Linked DNA regions of Gasterosteus aculeatus: region 2 is linked to region 1. A link is a contact called in public Hi-C data. All regions are on one chromosome and are shown on one strand. The core of a region is the stretch at or near the end of the contact, and the rest is flanking DNA. Distances in the headings are between cores, read along the strand shown. Region 1 overlaps efna5b (ephrin-A5b). Region 2 has its middle 85 kb from the start of LOC144386378.

Region 1 (3,899 bases), core at 693-3,192:
GATTAGAGTGCGTGCTGTGGGTGCAGTGATGAAATATTCATTACTGTTTGTGATCTCTAAGTAGAGTTGCGAACCTCTGCACGCAATTCATGAAAAATGAAGTCACGGTAGGCAGGTTTTTGACCGTGAATGTGATGAAATGCTCTCCGCTTGTCTGACTCGTATGACCTGAACCCAAAGCATCCAGGATGTCTGGTTCAACATTTCCTCCATGTGACTCTTCGTCTGCTCTCATTTATTCATTTTCCGTAACTTTTTTTTTTTATTACCATAAGTTGAATAACCTGCGTTCCATGATCAATTTGGCCCCATATATTCCCGTTTTTCTTGTTAACCGATTGACAGGTGTCAGTCGGCCGGTCCGTGCCAGTGTCAGCCTTGTCAATGTGAGTGACATTTGGTCCGCAGTCGCTTTAATAATGCAACGCAGCCATGCTTTTCATGTCCTCTCCAGCTCTGCGCTCGCTCCTCTCTCTGGGAATGTAGAGCGCTGTCCTCACATTAAGACCAGGTCGCATTGCGCTTGCCACCGTGCATTAGCAGCGAAGACTTCCCTGGCTGTATCAGTGGTAAGAGGAACATGGCACGAAGATGGCTGAATTATTCACACTCATAATCGGCCTTTATGTCCCGCTGCAGAGCCTGGCCCCACTGTTATTCTAGTGCATAATTGATAGTGCTCAGGAGTGGAAAAGTTAGAATAGCAGAAGTAATGCAAAGCGAACGTGTAGTCAGGCAGCACGAGGAGGGAGGAGAGGGATTGGTGGGGTGGCGGGGGGGGTTTAGAGGGATGGAGGTGGGCCGCAAATACGAGTTTCTACACCGAGCTTGTGTTAGCCTTTACGGGGGCTTAGGTCCAGCTAGCGTGAGGATCGCGTGTGTAGACCAGCCAGACGTGTCTAGGGGAGAGGCGGATAAGAGGGGGATGAAAGGAGGCGGGAGGGAGAGGAGATGGGGATCCAGCGTAACACGGTCTGACACTGAGCCGGCCCAGAATGTGGTCTGTTTCTCCCCCAAAGTTACTCCGAGGCTCCACTGTGGGCAAATATGCTTTTGATAATTGATGTCAATCAGATTTTGAAAGGGAAAAATGTCTTTCAAACGACGGGATGGATGAGAGGAGAACTCGCGACTGGTATCGGCACGGTATATTCATACTCGCGGGTTTGGTTTTCCCTTGGACCTGATCCAGTTGTCTCCTGTGCCTCCTCAGGCAGGTAAGAGAGGCAAGGACATCGCATTACAACCACGCGATGATCGATAATCAGCAGCCTCTGGAGGAGGCCTGCGATTGGCTCCATTTCAATAATAGAGAGTGGCCTTCTATTGGGAAATTGTGTGAAACAAACGTTAGAATATTCCTCAATACACTCTTGGAAATAAAAAAAGGAAGTTGTCTCGTGGCTCATTTCTGTATTGTTTTTTTTTAAAGTTTCTATAAGGTTTGATACTTCCCTTGAATGTCTCAGGCTACGTCCACACAAAAAAGATCTGCGTCCACATCACGCCTGCTAAGAAGCAGCCCAGTAGCGGGTGCGGGCCGCGTCCGTTTCCTAACTCATCCGCTTCCTACCGTCCACGTGAAGACGGAATGTCGGCGTTTTCATACCGATCCGTCCTCGGGAGCATTTCCAAACGTATCCGTTTTTCGTCGGACGCCCAATGTAAACGAGGTCGAACACATGCGTTTTTGGAGAGGGAAACGTCGAAGTGTGGATGTAGCCTCAGGTGAAGGTGTTAACACAAGCCCAGGTGTTGTCTATTTAACACCTCTCTGACCCTTAACAAAGCCGTACTAACTGCTGCCTAGCGCTGCCTTTTGTGCTCCGTAACAAAGCCCTTTAGCTTCTAATAACACCACAGCACCGGCAGTGTCAAGAGAAACCTGAGATAAGGTCCACATCAGAGAGTTAGTGGGAAACTGTTTAATCCGCCACCAAACCAACACACAACAGACGGGGATCATGTTTGGCAGAGTGGCCTGCTTTGATGGCGGGATCGGATGGTGCGAGTAGGTGGAACGGGAATGACGGAAAATAGAAAGGCGGCTGAATGCTGGTAGTCTTTTGACGGAGCTGTGAAAGAGAACATCTGGAGAATAGGACAGGGAGTTGTACGCAGTGTGTGTGTGTGTGTGTGTGTGTGTGTGTGTGTGTGTGTGTGTGTGTGTGTGTGTGTGCTAAATGCTCCCTCAGATACAAGTACTACTCACTGTTTTTGATTCTAGTGATTCTACCTCCTCTAATCAGTAAATTATTTTCCCCAATATAATGACCAAATAAACTAATTAATATATGCATTTTGTTTTTTGTTTTTTTTGGAAGGACTTATTTATTATTATTATTATTATTGAAATGAAGGCTCCACATCCATTCCATGTATCTATATATTTATATATATATATATATACATTTTTTTTTTCCTAAAGTCTCTTTTGCCATATTTTAGAAAGGATCTTTCACCGGAGTCCAATGTGGCCATAAAACCGCCGAGTGGAAACATTAGCAGCGATATGTCTCAGAAACTCATAAAACCAATTTACGAGTGCACTTAAGGCCCATACACCTACTGGAGCCATTCTATAAAGATGCAGACAGAGATTGCACCAAACTCTCCGCAATTACCCGCATTTAAAGGTAATAAATGTGGATCAATAAGTGATAGAGGGCCTGTTAATCGCAGACTTACCGAGTTCTTTCCGATTGAGACTCTCCTTTTCAAACTAAAAATGCAGCATTTACAAGCTTACCATTGATTTGTTTTATTGTTTTCTTCCTACAGGCTACTTGCTGCATTGAGCTGCTTTTGCAGTCGTCTTCTGCCATGAATGTCTTTTATCTCTTGCGGTGCTTAAATTCTTAAGAGACTCGCCTTTATCTTATTAAAAAGTTAAATTGGAAGGGCCAGAATGCTTTTGATTGCGGTTATTTGTTTTCTATGCAACTAATTCCTTCTTTAGAAATCCCAACTGAGAAACACATTTTAATTAAAGGAAAAGTACAATAATGAACCCGATCTATAGTAAACCACGTTGCTGCTCTGACGCGTGGAAACAATGGTGGCTCCCCCTGTGGGAAATACATTCCCGGTCACACATCACGTGGGAATTGTGCCGTTAACGTCGTTGGTCCACAGCGCCGCTCAGTTTGCCCGAGGTGCGACGCTATTTGTACGGATTAGACCCCTTTTTGTCTCACTGCGACGTTAATAGAGAGCCCCCTCCTCCCCCTCTCCCCCGCCTCCCCCCCTCCCACAGTGGACTGGGAGCATCTCAGATCTGCGAGCAAACTACGACTTCACTTTTAATTTCAGTTGACAATTTTTGATGCGCCAGCCGCTGAGGCCTGGTCCGATTAATCATTCCTGGGTGACCTTTTACGCGCTCTGTCTGGAACGAGCGCCCCTCCCCATCGCCATGAATGTAATGTCATTAATGCCATACAATGGCTTATTACACCATCGCAAATTAGATTGTGCAGCAGTTAGATGTGTCATCATCCCATTCCACCATTAATTGCTCCGCTAATGGTTCGCCTTTGCATATTTACATATTAGCTGTGCAATTATTCAACATGGCTTTATGTCAATACGTAGTGCAGGAATGCAACAGAAATGTACTTCTCCGATTGCAACACAGGGACGAACAATTTTCGAGACCTAATTAGTGTATTATCAAGGAAAAAAAAAAGTCTCATCAGGAAATGCCACCGCTAATCTGCCGGTTGGCATTTAGTTTAAATACCCACACGGCTGATCGGAGGATGATCCACCGTCTTTTTGATACATTTGTGTGAACATGTGCTATTTGTGTGGAGCTTTTCACAGCCAATTAATGAAATGTCACAGTGCAGCTCAGATTAGCCATATGTTTATTTGCTCACGGAGCACAGCGTGATAGA
Region 2 (3,899 bases), core at 657-3,156, 110 kb after region 1:
TCAGTGCAACCGGTCCTTCAAATCAATCTCATGCTTACACAATGATGTTTCCACCGATAAGTGTACAGTACGGGTCAAAAAACAACACCTTGGTGCTTCTCCAATAAAACTTTAATTATATAAAAACCTAATCTGTCATAATCAGTTAAATTTCATGAGTTTTATTTAAGTAATATTTTTTTACTTTTCTGTTAAGTCACTATCTCGGGCCAAATGAGGTAAGCCAATAGTGACCAAGCTTATGGAAGCCCTTACATTAGCAGTATTCCTCTCTCGGTGTCTGCGATCAAAACGCACTTTTTGGATGTTTGGGATGTGAGATGAATTAGTATTCAATTTATTTTAAATGTAATTATTTGCCGCCTCTTCTAAACAAATAATAATATATAAGGAGATGATATAAGGAGGCCTTTTCGTTCTGTCTAGTCATGGTATGCCCTTATTAGTCACTTCATATATAGTGCACAGTTCTTAAGTTATTTCAATGAATTATCTGTGTCTTCTGGGACCAATGTAAAATACATCCCTTCCCTTCTTGATTCTTGATTTACCCTTGATCCAGTAACAACCATTAAAGCACATAGTATGACTTATTTTTGGGTACATTACCTTGTTACTTGGTATTAAAAAAACATTTTCTTATTATACCTTGCTGTTTGTCAAATCGCAACCACAGAAAATGTTACTAAGAATACATTTTGTTCAGTATCGTGAGAATCTTAGAATCTTAGAAGGAAGTAAAACTTCCAAAAGCGATATGGTTTGTTTGAAAAGGGGAGGCACGTCCTGCCACCCAACAGAGTCAAGGCTCAAGCAAACAGCTAAAGCTCTCTCACCCTGGACCAGATCTCTGGCCTTACATCTTAAATTGTGTCTGTGTGTGTGTGTGTGTGTGTGTGTGTGTGTGTGTGTGTGTGTGTGTGTGTGTGTGTGTGTGTGTGTGTGTTGGTAAAGGGAGGTGAGGAGTGTCTGTATGAAGTTACTATTCAAACATACTGTACACATGCATAGAATGTCCCCCATAAACACATGTGTGAGAAATGACGGTGTCTGCTGAAAGTCTCGCAATAAACAAACATTGGCGTCTTCTTTATGTCTTTCAAAGTGAGATACCCACGGGCCTAAAACTAAATACTTGTTATTGTTCTAATAACACTTCCCTCGCTGCAGCCAAGAGGCAATTTTCTTTTAACTCTTTATCTCCGAATTTGTCACTTGGCACTGAATAAAAACACAATTCGTAACTAGAAATAAATTACAATAGAAAAGACACGAGTGTTGCTCAATGTCATGATTACGTTTTCACTGATACAAGGTATTTGTATCAGATTTAACTTAAAAGTTTCATTTTAAACAACACTATACGGTCCTGATTCCAATATGTATTTCTAGCGCATATAATCTATGTTCAAAGAATAGTTTGTGAGTGGTTCAGTATTTATTAATATGTATATGTACATATATTTTCCACTTAATGCTTGATTTATATTCATAGTCCATGGATGTCTTCGCTTCAAAGGGTTGTAAGATGTTTGGCCAATGTGTCTGCTGATGAACCTAAACAAAAGCACTAGCAGAAAGAACATTCTATGGCTTAAAGAGTTTATACAGTCATAAATATTTAAGGGGGAATATCTGTGGAAATCAATATCAATATACGGCATTTCAATGCTCACAAATATTTCAGGTAGTTGATGTGTTATAAAAAGACAACAACGTTTTCCGATGAAGAGAGAGGAGTGCATCCTGCCGGAATCCATAACATTGTTTTTAAATAATGTCATTCTCCTTTAGTTTAAATCAAATGGACAGGGATTTTAAACAGCTTGAGCTAAGCTGTATAGAGAGCTGTAAATTACCCGCCTGCCAGAAATCATGTCCTCGGTAAATGTGAGAACTGCCTTTATTGTTCTTCCTATAATGACTCAAACTCTGTTCACTTTGTCAATTATGTATGTATGTATATGTATGTATGTGTATATTAGACCATGCACATGTGAAACATACAATCCCACCCAAGAATGCATGCACACACACACACACTGACACGCTCTCCCACTCAGTCTTCCACTGCAAAGGTCAAAGGTCTATATCAGCTTGTCATTCCCTCCAATGCAGGGTGGTGTTTGTGTGTGTGTGTGTGTGTCAGGGGGGGATATAATACCCCAGGTGCTCTCCAGAAGGGAAGATCAAAATCGGCTGCTTGCTTGCTCTCCATTGGGGCTCTGAATCTGCCAAACAGGAGAGAGGTTGACCCCGACAACCTGCGTCCCGCTCCGTGTTTAATGGTGGAGACAAAGAGCCACATGTGGCAGAGGAGGCTTGCTGGAATTCGTCTTATTTAAATTTGCACATCATAAGCCTACGTAAACACGTGGCCGGCTGAAGCTCGATATGTTCATTTAGCGTCTAATCATAAGCAGCTAGAAGTAAGTAAGTAAATGTACTTCATTTTTTCACATCAATCACTGTAAATACAAAAAACAGAACCCCCCCCCGCCCCCCTTTAGAGCCACCCTATGTGTACTGCAGTGATTCTGAATTCATATTGCAATATATGGCCTAGTATACGGCCTGGAAATTACGCTGACACCCCCGGGCAGATTTGTTGTGAACAATTTTGTGATGAACACGGGACGAGCTGCTGGAGGCAACAGTTTTTTTGTGGGCAGCTGAACAATGACAAAGGCCTTTTTGCCCCGTTGGTAGGAGATAAAATCATGTTGTTTTCACAGTTCCAGATACGTATGTGGCAAGGCAGGTAAAAGGGCGGCCCAGTATCAGGACCCGGTTAAGCTAAAAGCTCACCTGTGCCTTTCGTCCGGTTGATTAACACACCTGAGGCCAGCTGATTGGGTAAGCCCTGCTTCATTCTACCTGCCGAAAACAGGATCCTAACACTCAATGTCTTTTAGTCCATCACATTAAACTAATACATTGGTGATCAGTCTTGCTTGCCGAGAGGCAATTACCTCGATCACCTGCTCCAACTGGGGGAAGAGTCCGTGAGCAATATGAAATGTTTGAAAGACTCTTAACTTTTTCACTTACCTATTATATGGTAAGCTTTTTAATAAGTCAACTGCATGGGCCTTTTTATGCTTGGTTTTCTTGTGGGGCTTTCTGCTGTGTTGAACTGAGTGACCCATCGTACATGCGTTTCTTGTATCGTGGTGGTTTTGAGTCTTAATTGCTGTGATTTGATTTGTTTGCTGTGATTTGAAGTGTTGCTCTGTTATATTTTGTGACCATTTGCTTTCCCGATTAGTCTCACATGGTCTATTTTCTTTGTTTGTTGTTTAAATACTGTTCACTTAATACATCAGTCTTTTTATTGGGACTCATTTGAAGTTAATTTATTAAACAGTTCTCTCTGGCTCCAGTTTACTCTGGCTCATGTGCTTAGAATATTACCAGGTCGCACATAAATAAACGTCCCTGTTGGCAACACATTTCCGTGGTCACATTGGAATACTGCTCCCAGTCCTATAGGTCAAATAGACAATTGAAACCGTATTAGACGGCGTGACCGGTAGGCCGCTGTGCGCGCGAGTTGGGAGTGTGTGTGTGTGTGTGTCTCCGGGCAGCGCCGGCTTTGATTAGAGCCTGTAGGGTAAAATAAGAGGCAGCTGAAGGCAGCGCTGTGGCTGCTTGGAGGCTGCCGACAAATGCAAGAAGATTTTTATCAAGCACACATGGGTGGTGGTGCTGCGGCATTTATGTTTCACACACAGGCACAAAAATGCAGAGAAACTGAGCATTTTTCGACAAAATCGTACAAACAAAATAAACCTGCAGGGATGGAGGGGGGGGGGGATAAACAGACAACAGTGTTTGCGGCTGAATCCGAGGCTGAGCTGGTGGAGCACAAACGACAAGGAATAAAAAAACAGCAGTAT

Evidence for each region. A called contact is a pair of places that touch in the nucleus more often than the background predicts.
Region 2: a Hi-C map of skeletal muscle shows a contact between it and region 1, with 2.7 times the contacts expected there. The contact joins two enhancer-like sites. A contact is called at or near these places in 2 of 6 Hi-C or Micro-C datasets (both in skeletal muscle).

What each region holds. Positions count from the first base shown.
Region 1 is chr13:7,123,234-7,127,132 of fGasAcu3.hap1.1, forward strand. All of the region lies in intron 1 of efna5b (ephrin-A5b), which reads left to right. Among protein-coding and RNA genes, the nearest start is that of efna5b, 16 kb to the left of the region's middle. Within about 2 kb of position 1,943, at least 1 of the 9 cell types and tissues checked has open chromatin away from gene starts, as enhancers often do.
Region 2 is chr13:7,238,160-7,242,058 of fGasAcu3.hap1.1, forward strand. No RefSeq gene overlaps it. Among protein-coding and RNA genes, the nearest start is that of LOC144386378, 85 kb to the right of the region's middle. Within about 2 kb of position 1,907, at least 1 of the 9 cell types and tissues checked has open chromatin away from gene starts, as enhancers often do.